Linked DNA regions of Urocitellus parryii: region 1 is linked to region 2. Evidence: chromatin contacts called from public Hi-C data. All regions are on one chromosome and are shown on one strand. The core of a region is the stretch at or near the end of the contact, and the rest is flanking DNA. Distances in the headings are between cores, read along the strand shown.

Region 1 (4,995 bases), core at 276-2,775, 240 kb before region 2:
GGAACTGATGCTCAATTGGACACCATGAGAAGTTCTACTGTTCAAACTTCATCTGGTTAATTTTATGGGTGTGGGGTATGCAGGCATTGAACTCAGGGGCACTTGACCACTGAGCCACATCCCCAACCCTATTTTGCTTAGCAGCTGCTTTTTGCTGAGGCTGGCTTTGAACTCTTGATCCTCTGGGATTGCAGGCGTGTGCCACCCTCTGGTTAATTTTTTAACTTTGATTCTGGAAAACTGGTAGAGAGGCTATGAGACCTGATAAACCAATTTGACTTTAGGTAAATTTTGTCGTTGGGAGACATCGACCACAGTGGGGCCAACCCTCTTCCAGTCCATCCCGCACAAAATGCAATGCATACCATTTTCCTAGTTGTTTCTTTCTTTTTAATATTTATTTTTAATTACAGGTGGACACAAGATCTTTATTTTATTTTTATGTGGTGCTGAGGATCGAACCCAGTGCCTCACGCCTCACGCATGGTAGGTGAGCCCTCTATCACTGAGCCACAACCCCAGCCCTTCCTGGTAGTTTCTTCAAGCCCTTTTCTGATTACCTCTTCCTTTCTTACAAATGTTAGAAGTGAGGCACTTAAACTTTTTTTTTCCTAACTTGTTATAACGACAATAATTATGGTAACACTTAACATTTATTGTGCAACTATTATGTGCTAAGCAATTAACCCTTTCCACAGACCCCAGAGCTGGATGCCACTAATGTTTATAGTTAAAACAAACTTGTAGCGCTTTAGACAACGGATTGGATGGAACACGAACAATCCGTCCGTGGTACCAGGATAGCGCCAAGAAAGGGTAGCATTCAAGAGCCGGATAACGGAAAGGCAAAAGGTAGTGGAAGCAAACGTGACGCCTGGAGGCTGCGGCGAAACCGCGAGTGCCACGCGGAGGGCACGGCAGCTGGAAGGCGGCCTGGGAAGGTGACCAGCGCCACGCAGCCGCCGCCTGGCACGGCCCCGGGGGCTTCCCGGGCAGGAAAGGAGGGCTCTGTGGGCGCTGACGAGCGGGGGCGACGGCCGCCGGCGCCGCACCGCCTCAACGGCGGCGGCTGAGAAGAGCGCGGGAGGAAACCGGCGTCTCCTGGCCACCCTCCGCGACGGTCCCGACCGCAGACCCCGGCAAGGGACGGGCTCCCGGGGACCGTCGCCCTGCCCTCCGCCCTGCCCGGGCCGCTTTCAGAGCCCGCGGGAGGAGGTCGGGACTCCCGGGCAGCGTCCTTTTGGCCATCTCCGCGGCCCGCCGGACTTCGGACGCCGCCTGCCGGGACGGGACTCCGGGGAGCGTCCCAAACACAGACGCCCGGCTGCCCCGCGAGGGGGGCGCGTCCCCTGGAAGGGCCCCAGCGCTGCCCTGGGAACGAACACGAGAGCGACAACGGTTTCCAACCCAGGCGGACGCAGCACTTGAGAGAAGCTAGGCGGGGAAGCCCTTACCTCATGGCGGCGGGGCTCTGCGGGCCGTCCTGGGCGGCGGTGCCCTCGGGCTCGCTCCACAGCACCCGGCGCCTCGGCTGTCGCGGCGGGCGGACCGGAGGCGAGTGCGCGTGCGCGCGCTTCCCGCCTGGCGTGGGCAGCGCGGGGACTCGGCCGCGCGCAGGTCTTTGTTCAAGGCTGGACCCGAACGGGAAAAGAAAACTGGAAACCGAATCTGATCCCCCTGGGCGCCGAGACCGGCTCCAGAAACCGAAACTTAACGCGAGCGCGGACCAGCCGCGGCAAAACCTTTGCTGAGCGCAGGGTCGTTCTGAGTTGGGTTTGCAGCAGGGCCTCTGACCTGCTGCATTTCATGTGCCTCTCGGTTAACTGTCCAATTTTTGTCTATCATTATTTTAAGCAAAAGCATCAGGAGGTTGTTCAGCGTTATTTTTGTTGCAATTGTGGTAACGATGCTCTCTCCAGCTCTCTACCATCTAAGTGAATCTGAAGTCTCTGCTTCCGGTCCTGTCTTTTGATACCACCAGCCACACTGCAGCGCTGTACACCGCTGTTCTTACTTGGTATATTTAAAACAGGAAAAGTTTGTTGTCAAAATGCATATACATTTTAGGCTTTACAAAGAGGTGTACATTTCCACGCACAGTTGTATGAGTGTTATACTTCTGTGCCCTTGCTGCGGCGCTTTGTGCAATAAGGTCCCAATGAAGATAAGGGGTGGGGGTTGAATTGGGGACCTAAGCAGAAAGTGTCAAATTTCCATACATTAAGATTTCTGTGCTCATTGGATTCAGATGTTCGTTCATTGAACAGATTTTATTGAACAACTCCTAAGAGCCAGACTTGGTTCAAAGTACTGTCAACATAGCAATAAATAAAACAGATGAGGCCCATACCTTCATGGAGTTCGTTTCTGGTGTGGGGTGATAAAGACAATAAGCAAAACCTATTAAATGCTGGTACTATGGGGAAGAGTCGAGCAAAGAGAGGGTTGGGGGTGTAGATTGTTTTATAAATATGGGGGTAATCGAAGGTTTCACTGAGAAGATGGTCATTGCACAAAGATCTGAAGGGGATGAAGGAGTGAGCACTGTGGATATGAGACTGGAGAAAAGCATTCCAGGTAGATAAAAAGGTAGGTGCAAAGGCCCTCAGGGGGGAATATACTTGGCAAACATGAACTTTGTGGTCAGAAATTAGGTGGGAGAGAACATGGGCGTGGTAGGCCTGTAAGTTAGAGTACTGCTTACCTGAAGTCTGAAACCAAATTTTAGAAAATGTACTCACAGATTTATTTTGCATTGAAAAATAAACCCAGAATTTCCATCTTGCCAAGATTATAGAAAAGTTTGATAAAGCTCTGATGTTTGAAAAGTTTTCCCATACACCCGTCATTTTCTTCCCCTTATGTGTTCCTACTTCTTCTCCTTCCCTTTTCTTAGCTGTGTATGGGCTAAGAAATAGTTTTTGTTTATAGAAGTTTAAATGACCATAACTAACATCAGTGGTTAAAAAAAAGTCAAAGGGAAAAATTCTCGGATATCTACTTACATTGTTTAGAAAAACACAAATCATCTGTAAAAAGTGTTAAAGGACTACATTTTCAGGACTGAAAAAAAAAGACCTGGCTGTTGAGGGAGTGTGTTGAACATGCTGAAATTACTACATGGAGTTTGAATACCAATCTTTTTTAAACAGACTGTTGAACTGAGCAAATCTTGAGAGAATCAATAATTCATTGTCTTTTGAACATTATGTTTATCAACATGTAAAATACAACAACTGGAGAAAAGGGGAACAGAAAATTAAACACAACTGTTGTAAAACCTGCTTGGGAAACAAACATAATAGGGATTCCCAAAGTAGTCCTTCAGAATAAACACTGACTGTCAATAACTTCCAAGAAGTAGATGAAGTCAGACTTTCTCAAACTTGGCACTAGTAACATTTGGGCTGGATAATTCTTTGTTGTGGGAAGCTGTCCAGTACATTCTAGGCTCTTTAAGCAGCATTCTTGTGTTCATCCACTAGATGGCAGAAGTACCCCACAATTGTGATTCCTGCCCCCCCCCCCCCCCCAAAGCAACAACAACAAAACCCTTCTGACCTTGTCAAAGCCCTCTGGGAAGCAAAATCCTCACCTCTCACTACCCCCACCCCACCAGGGTTGAGAATCCCTGCTGTAAATAATACCATCATTTGTATTTCTAATTAAAAATAATTATACCTCCTGCAAGTGATCTGAGGCAGACTTCAGGTCAGAGAGGAAAAATGAATACAGATCAAGAGATGTTGGGCGTATATTGATATTTAGGAGGAAGAGGCCTGAGTAAAAGTGGAGGTTTCAAGGAGTATGTCCTTTAGCATGGAACTTCAGGATGGAAGTGGTTGCCATCACATTTGGTCTAGTTGGAGCAAGGCACATAGCTGTGGCCACAGGCTGATGATGGTGGTTATAGTTTGAATATGGTTTGTGAGTATGTCCCCAGTGTGGTGATGTTAACAGGTGGTGGAAGCTTCAAGAGGTAGTGCCTAGTGAGAGGTTGTAAAAATGACCCCTCTTCCCTCTCTGACTTCCTGTCTGGCTGTGTGATTGCTTCCTTATCTGTGCACTCCATCATATCATACACCATGACATGGTACAGTTTTTTTGGGGGGATGACCTTGTTAGAGCCTATGCTATACTATTTGAATTTTCAGCCTCCAAAACTGTGAGCTAAGTAGATCTATTTTTTTTATAACTTACCTAGCCTCAAATATTTTGTCATAGTAACAGAAAATGGATGAATAGAGAAGGTAATACTAGTTGGAGTAGGCTATAGGGTAGACTGATTCCCGAAGCAGTTCATGAGAATGGAATACACTGGTGGCTAGAGTGGTCCACAATGGACTGGATCCTACAGTGAAAGCAATTAGCAAAGGCCTGGGCTTGGGCACCTCAGGAGTCAATCTAAATGAGAGTACCAACTGAGGATCTGTCAGTCATTTATTTGGAAGTAATAAGTTCCTAAAATTCAGTTGCCAACTTAAACAGACTTCTTGGTAATGCCTAGAGGTGCTCATGTATAAGTTTGTCAGTAGTATTTTCAATACAAAAGAGCACCTATGTTTCAGGATTTGCTATGTGTTGTTTTTCTCTGGAAAACATCCGGACTGTATCACACTGTAGTATTATTCAGCACTCAGAAGTGCAAATACCTCTTCCAGAATTGAGAAGAATGAGAAAGAGAGGTGCTGTTGAGTTAACAAAAAGACATTATCTAAGTGTGCTACTTGGAAATGGTCAACCTACTTTGAACAACATATTATGCAATCCGGAGATTTGTTTTGCATCAGTGAGCTCTGCTTTCAAATTGTTTTACATCCTTTTCATATTTCTTGACTTAGATCAATAGATTATTAGTAAGTAACTTAAATAGTGCTTCAAATAAAATGGCATAGAACAAGAGAAACTCCCTGGGACAATTTGATAGTAAATTAAACCTGAAATATGGATAAAGTCCACTTTTAATTATGTACCTGTTTCTTTGACTAGATCATA
Region 2 (5,319 bases), core at 1,558-4,057:
GGTGGGCTGTATGTGCAGGCACAGCTGCTATGCTTCAAAGCGCCACAAGGTAAGGTGGGTGAGTTGGGACATAGCAGTCTGAAGCCCTGGCTTCCAGGTCTTGTTTTGGAGAGCTTAATATAATCTGCGCTTGTAGAGTATTTTATTAGGGACAGAGGACAGAACCACCAAAGCAGGAAAGGAATGGGATGGTTTGAGCTGGGGGCTCAAAGGAGATGTCCTGACAGCAAATTTAAAAGCTCAATTCAAATTAAGCAGACCTGCCAATGCCACCCATCTTAAAAAATCTGCAAGGGCATCTGAAGCATCCAAGCATGGTAGATGGGACTGCAAGAAAAGAACAAGGTGTGCTAAAAGGAAATTTGAGGGTAATTTTAGATGAGGATGTAATTCTGAGAAAGTGAGCGGTGGTAGTCCCTTTGGGGCACTGAAGGGCACAGGAATGAAGGAAAAAAAGGTTCTTCCTTTGAATTGCTGCATCAAGGGCAGGACCATGGAATGAAAAAAGAGAAAAGTTCCTAAATTGGCTTTGAAGTGAATGGGGAAGGGGTATATGGAGAAGGAGTCTATCAGCATTTAATTGGAAGAAATCCGGCAGCAGGGAGGCCAGAGGCCTGCCTTCAACTTGTTTTCTGCTACCATCTAGACCTCAGAACAGCATCAGAAAATCTGTCCTCATTCCTTTTTGTATTGGCTGTCAAGAAACTCAGAGCTGCTTCTGAGACTATCAATGGCAAAAAAATGCAAGCAGGATATAATAATAGTCTTAAGGGCACTTTGGACTTTAAAATAAAACAAAAGAACAAACTTTAAAAAAAAAAAAGGTTACTGAAGAGTCAGAGTCTACTGTCTAGGGGCTCTAGAGAATGGGTATCTAAGGACCACCATATTCCATCAGTAGAATTTCTGAGATATGTGCTTCTTGAAAGGTTTTGAATTATGAATTGATCTATTATAAATATATATGTCCTCTGTACAAAAATATATTAAAAGGCCTATTCTTTGTCATATGTATATATAAATTGTCTATATTATAGATCTAAGGCTCGTTTGTTGGTCTATATGTTCATACCACTTATTATTTGCTCATAACAAATGGCTTTATATATATTTATTTCTCTTTTTGTAATCTTACTTGATTTTAATTTCAAACATCTCAATTATTCTTTAGGTAAAATGTAGAGTACAAATTTAATATGTGTCTTATTTTGTGTGTTTACTGTATGTTAGCGCTGTGGTTTTGCTGCTATAAACCCACAAAAATAATATTGCCTACTTCTTGGAAGAGGGGGAGCCCAGCTCGTGAGGATTGAATGAACTCATTTCTAGTAAAACACTTAGCCAATGTCAAGCATCTAGTAGGCAAACGTTACATGGTAGACATTATTATTTTTCCATTAAACACTCACAATAGGCTGCAAAGATGACAGCTATTATTATTTCCCTTTCGGGCGGATAAGAAAATGCAAGCTTCGGCCCCAAACACATTGATAAAAGAAGGAAAAACTGGAATGGGGAGTGGTTTTTGTCCAAAAGTTCTATCCACTAGGGGTCCCTTGTGTCTGGAGTAAGTCACCTAAATTAAACGCGAAGGTTGGTTTCTATACTGTTCCCAGAGTCTCTCCAGAACTCTCCTAGTACCGACCTCCTGCTCAGTTCCTGGCCCTGAGACTCCAGTTGGTGGCTGAGAAACCCACGGGATAGAGACGAATCGGTAGTTTGCTTTCTGGGCGCGGAGTGATTTGGAGAAGGGAGATGCGGGGCTGCGGAAAAGTTGGTGCAGAGGATCCAGCCAATGGAAGAGCAGGGGAGGTAAGGGATCCTCTGTACTTTCCGCAGCCTTCCCGGGAAGCTTCAGGATCTCGCAAAGAATTCCCTTGCAAATCAAAGTAGGTGGTTCGCTTTTTCAATAACTTCTGCCCCATACTGAGATGCAATGGCATCTTAGCCCGATCTGTGCAGGCTCTGGGTGTTAAACCAAGCACCCCCCCCACCGCCTGCTCCCGCGCCTCCCAACGCAAGTGAAGGCTTGCAGTCGCAGCCCTCGCTCTAGACTGCTGTGCTTCCTGCTCCCGGTCCCTGGTCTTGGATGCGCTGGACGCGGCCCCACGAGTGTCTGCACTTGCGAGCTCAGAATCTTCCCGGCAAGTCTGCATACATACGGTGGGTTGAGCCGGGAGGGAAAGTTCCTTTCGGGAGTCGCTGGAATCAACGGAATTTCCCATCCCTCCACGTGTCCTATATGATATCCAGCGTCAGTTACCCGCGAACAGCCAAGAATTCGAGGTCCCCTCTACATAGCAATTCTTTTGCCTTTCGCTGCTGTGTAGACCGTTATAGAGCGAGCACACAGAAGACTCGGACGGCGCAAGGTACGACTCTTAAGTTTCCTTTTTCCTTTTTCTTTTAAAATGAAGTTATGCTTGCGTCTTGATGGAAACATATATGCAGTTTTATATATGCATTAAAAATACAAGTTGAGTGGCCAAAAATTCATGGAAACTCAACGCTGTAGATTAGATTTGTACATTATGTTGAGTGTAAGTTGCATGCCAATTGAAAAAAAAATGAATGAGAACACAATTCTTCATGCATATTAAAAGTTTCTGATTTACATGCATGTATAAAAGCCATTAGAGGCAGCTGTGCTTGGGTGTATTTGTAGCAACTAAGCATCTCTGCGGGTTCTTTATTCAAGTTCCGTGCAGCCTGGAAAAGAAGTGAAAAGGCTGCTGACATCACTGAGGGCGGGGCCGCCAGTCTTAAGAAAAGTCGCGCGGCTGCAGCTGCCAGGCACAGCTTCATCATGAGCTGCTACAACAACTCCGAACTCCAGGTGCTTTGCAGCTCCAGCCAGCTATTCCTGCAGCCCCTCTGGGACCGCCTGAAGACCTGGGAGGTCCTCATCCAGTCGCCCTTCTTCCCGGTCCTCTTCTCAGTCATCACCTATGTGGGCTTCTGCCTCCCCTTCGTGGTGCTGGACGTCCTGAACCCCTGGGTTCCATCTCTGCGCCGCTACAAGATTCATCCCGATTTTTCGCCGTCAGCCCGGCAATTGTTGCCCTGCCTGCGACAGACTCTCTACCAGCACGTGGTGTTCGTGTTCCCCTTAACGCTGCTACACTGGGCCCACAGCCCCAAGCTCCTGCCACCCGAAGCCCCCCAGCTGCTTGAGCTAGTGAGCCACATCGTGTTCTGCCTGTTGCTCTTCGACGCTGAATTCTTTGTGTGGCACGTGCTGCACCACAGAGTGCCCTGGCTGTACCGCACCTTTCACAAGGTGCACCACCAGAACTCGTCCTCGTTCGCTCTGGCCACGCAGTACATGAGCGTCTGGGAGTTGTTTTCCTTGGGCTTCTTTGACTTGGTGAACATCAAGCTCCTTAAGTGCCACCCGCTCACCGTCCTCATCTTCCATGTGGTCAACATCTGGCTGTCAGTGGAGGACCACTCAGGCTACGACTTTCCGTGGTCCACTCACAGACTAGTGCCTTTCGGGTGGTATGGAGGTGTGGCGCATCACGATCTGCATCACTCTCAGTTCAATTGCAACTTTGCCCCTTACTTCACACACTGGGACAAATTACTGGGTACCTTTCGCCCTGCACCTCTGCCAGCTTGGTGGAATTGTGGCTGTGGTGGGTGCCCGTCCTAACCGTGACTGCTCTGCATTTCACACTCGAATCAGAAGAAATATACCTGAGCTATTTTTTTTTTAAAAAAAAGACTTAACTTATTAACTGATGAAAACTGTTATAGACAAAATCTGATGTATTTTTGCAATCTGACAAAGTAATTTATATAATATATGTATATAATACAATTGTATTCTTGGTGTCAAATTCTAGCTCACTTCAATAACCTTGATTGCTGACATAAATTTAGACAGTTATCACAGGCATATTTAAAGCATCTCTAAAAGGATTTGTTTATGGAACAAGGACTTATGCTTAAAAGTGTCTTAGAATTGGGATAAAGTTGCATCTTTATGGAGTATCTAAATTATGACTCTATTCATAAACATGTACCTGCTGGACAGTGACTTAAGATTATAATACTTTTTTGTATTTTTAATAGAATTGTATATTTATATTGAAAGAAATGTCATTTGTGCTTAAAAAGTGAGAAAGAAATAAGTAAATCAAATAAGTACTGGCTTCTGTTTCACTGACATTTTGATGAAAAATAACTAAACAGGGAAGGGAGAGCTGGGATGACTAATGCTTCAGAGCATTAGAGAGGAACCTGGTGTGGGGGGCTGTTTTGTGGGGAAGGGGGTTAGAAGAAAGAAGGAAGTAGGAGAAGGGGGCTCTCTGTTTTGATCTAGATATTTCACAGAAAGAAAAACACTCATTCTGAATATTTTCCAGGAAATTTCTGCACAGCAGGCAAACAATACAATTACTCTATAAAGTTTTACAGAGCAATTAACACTGGGCAATCATTGATTTATTTCAAGTTGGGTGTGTAGAAGGACTTACAGCATTAGAAGAGTGCTTTTCTTTGCAAAATTGGTAGTGTATTACATTCATTAGAGTAGCTGATCCATCCAACAAGGGATTTTGAGTAAGCCCTTCTTTTCAGGAACCCATCCTTAGCTAGTGCATTGCTATAATAATCATCAAAACATTGCCTGTGCAATCTGAAATTTTTGCATTTTCCTTTTATTAGATTAAGGCAGACTGCAAAACCAGAGCTCTGTCTTAAAAAAAGATCCTTGAGATCTTTGGTTTCTCATCTGTAAAAAGGAGATGGTGTTCCAGATGTTCTAGCAGATTACTTGTGTTAACAAATGTCCCTGTTTCTGGTCACATACCTGTCACCAATCAAGCAACCCATCTTGATGCTGCTTAATTATTTTAATGTTAATTTGAACTATAATTCATAAAAGGTAAAGTTAAAAACAAAGATAATTTAAACAGAAATCCATAAAGAAGGGTAACTTTTCATGTAATTCTTGACTCATTATATGTGAACTGAACCATTGTATATAAAGGTTAAAAAAAACCATCTAAAGACCAGATTTCCACAATCTGCCAATGAGATTCCTGAGAAATCTTCTAAATGAATGGCAGAGTGCAGCTGGAATATACCTGGCCTCTCTGTTGACATTCTCATGTTTCCTCAAGTGTGTTCCCTTGTTTTCTTGACCAAAGCTACCTCCTCCTCAGGACCATGCTTGAATTAAAAGATGCCATGATTTAGAAAAGTGAAATCTGCGGAAAGAGGAAGTGAGAAGTGAGGGGTAAATGTTACACTGGAGATAGTACATTGTGAATGGAGAAAGAAACAGGCGGGAGTGGAATATGTGGTGCAACT

Evidence for each region. Hi-C and Micro-C count contacts between places; a contact is called where the count stands out from the background.
Region 1: a contact with region 2 is called in a Hi-C map of liver, with 8 times the contacts expected there. The contact joins the promoter of Ifit5 here to the promoter of Ch25h in region 2. A contact is called at or near these places in 2 of 2 Hi-C or Micro-C datasets (liver and muscle).

The regions. Positions count from the first base shown.
Region 1 is chr5:174,143,531-174,148,525 of mUroPar1.hap1, reverse strand. Ifit5 (interferon induced protein with tetratricopeptide repeats 5) reads right to left here and starts at 1,525. Exons shown (of 2, transcript XM_026415229.2): 1 at 1,455-1,525. The coding sequence starts at 1,459.
Region 2 is chr5:173,904,210-173,909,528 of mUroPar1.hap1, reverse strand. Ch25h (cholesterol 25-hydroxylase) reads left to right here and starts at 2,807. Exons shown (of 1, transcript XM_026397008.2): 1 at 2,807-3,655. The coding sequence starts at 2,807. The coding sequence ends at 3,655.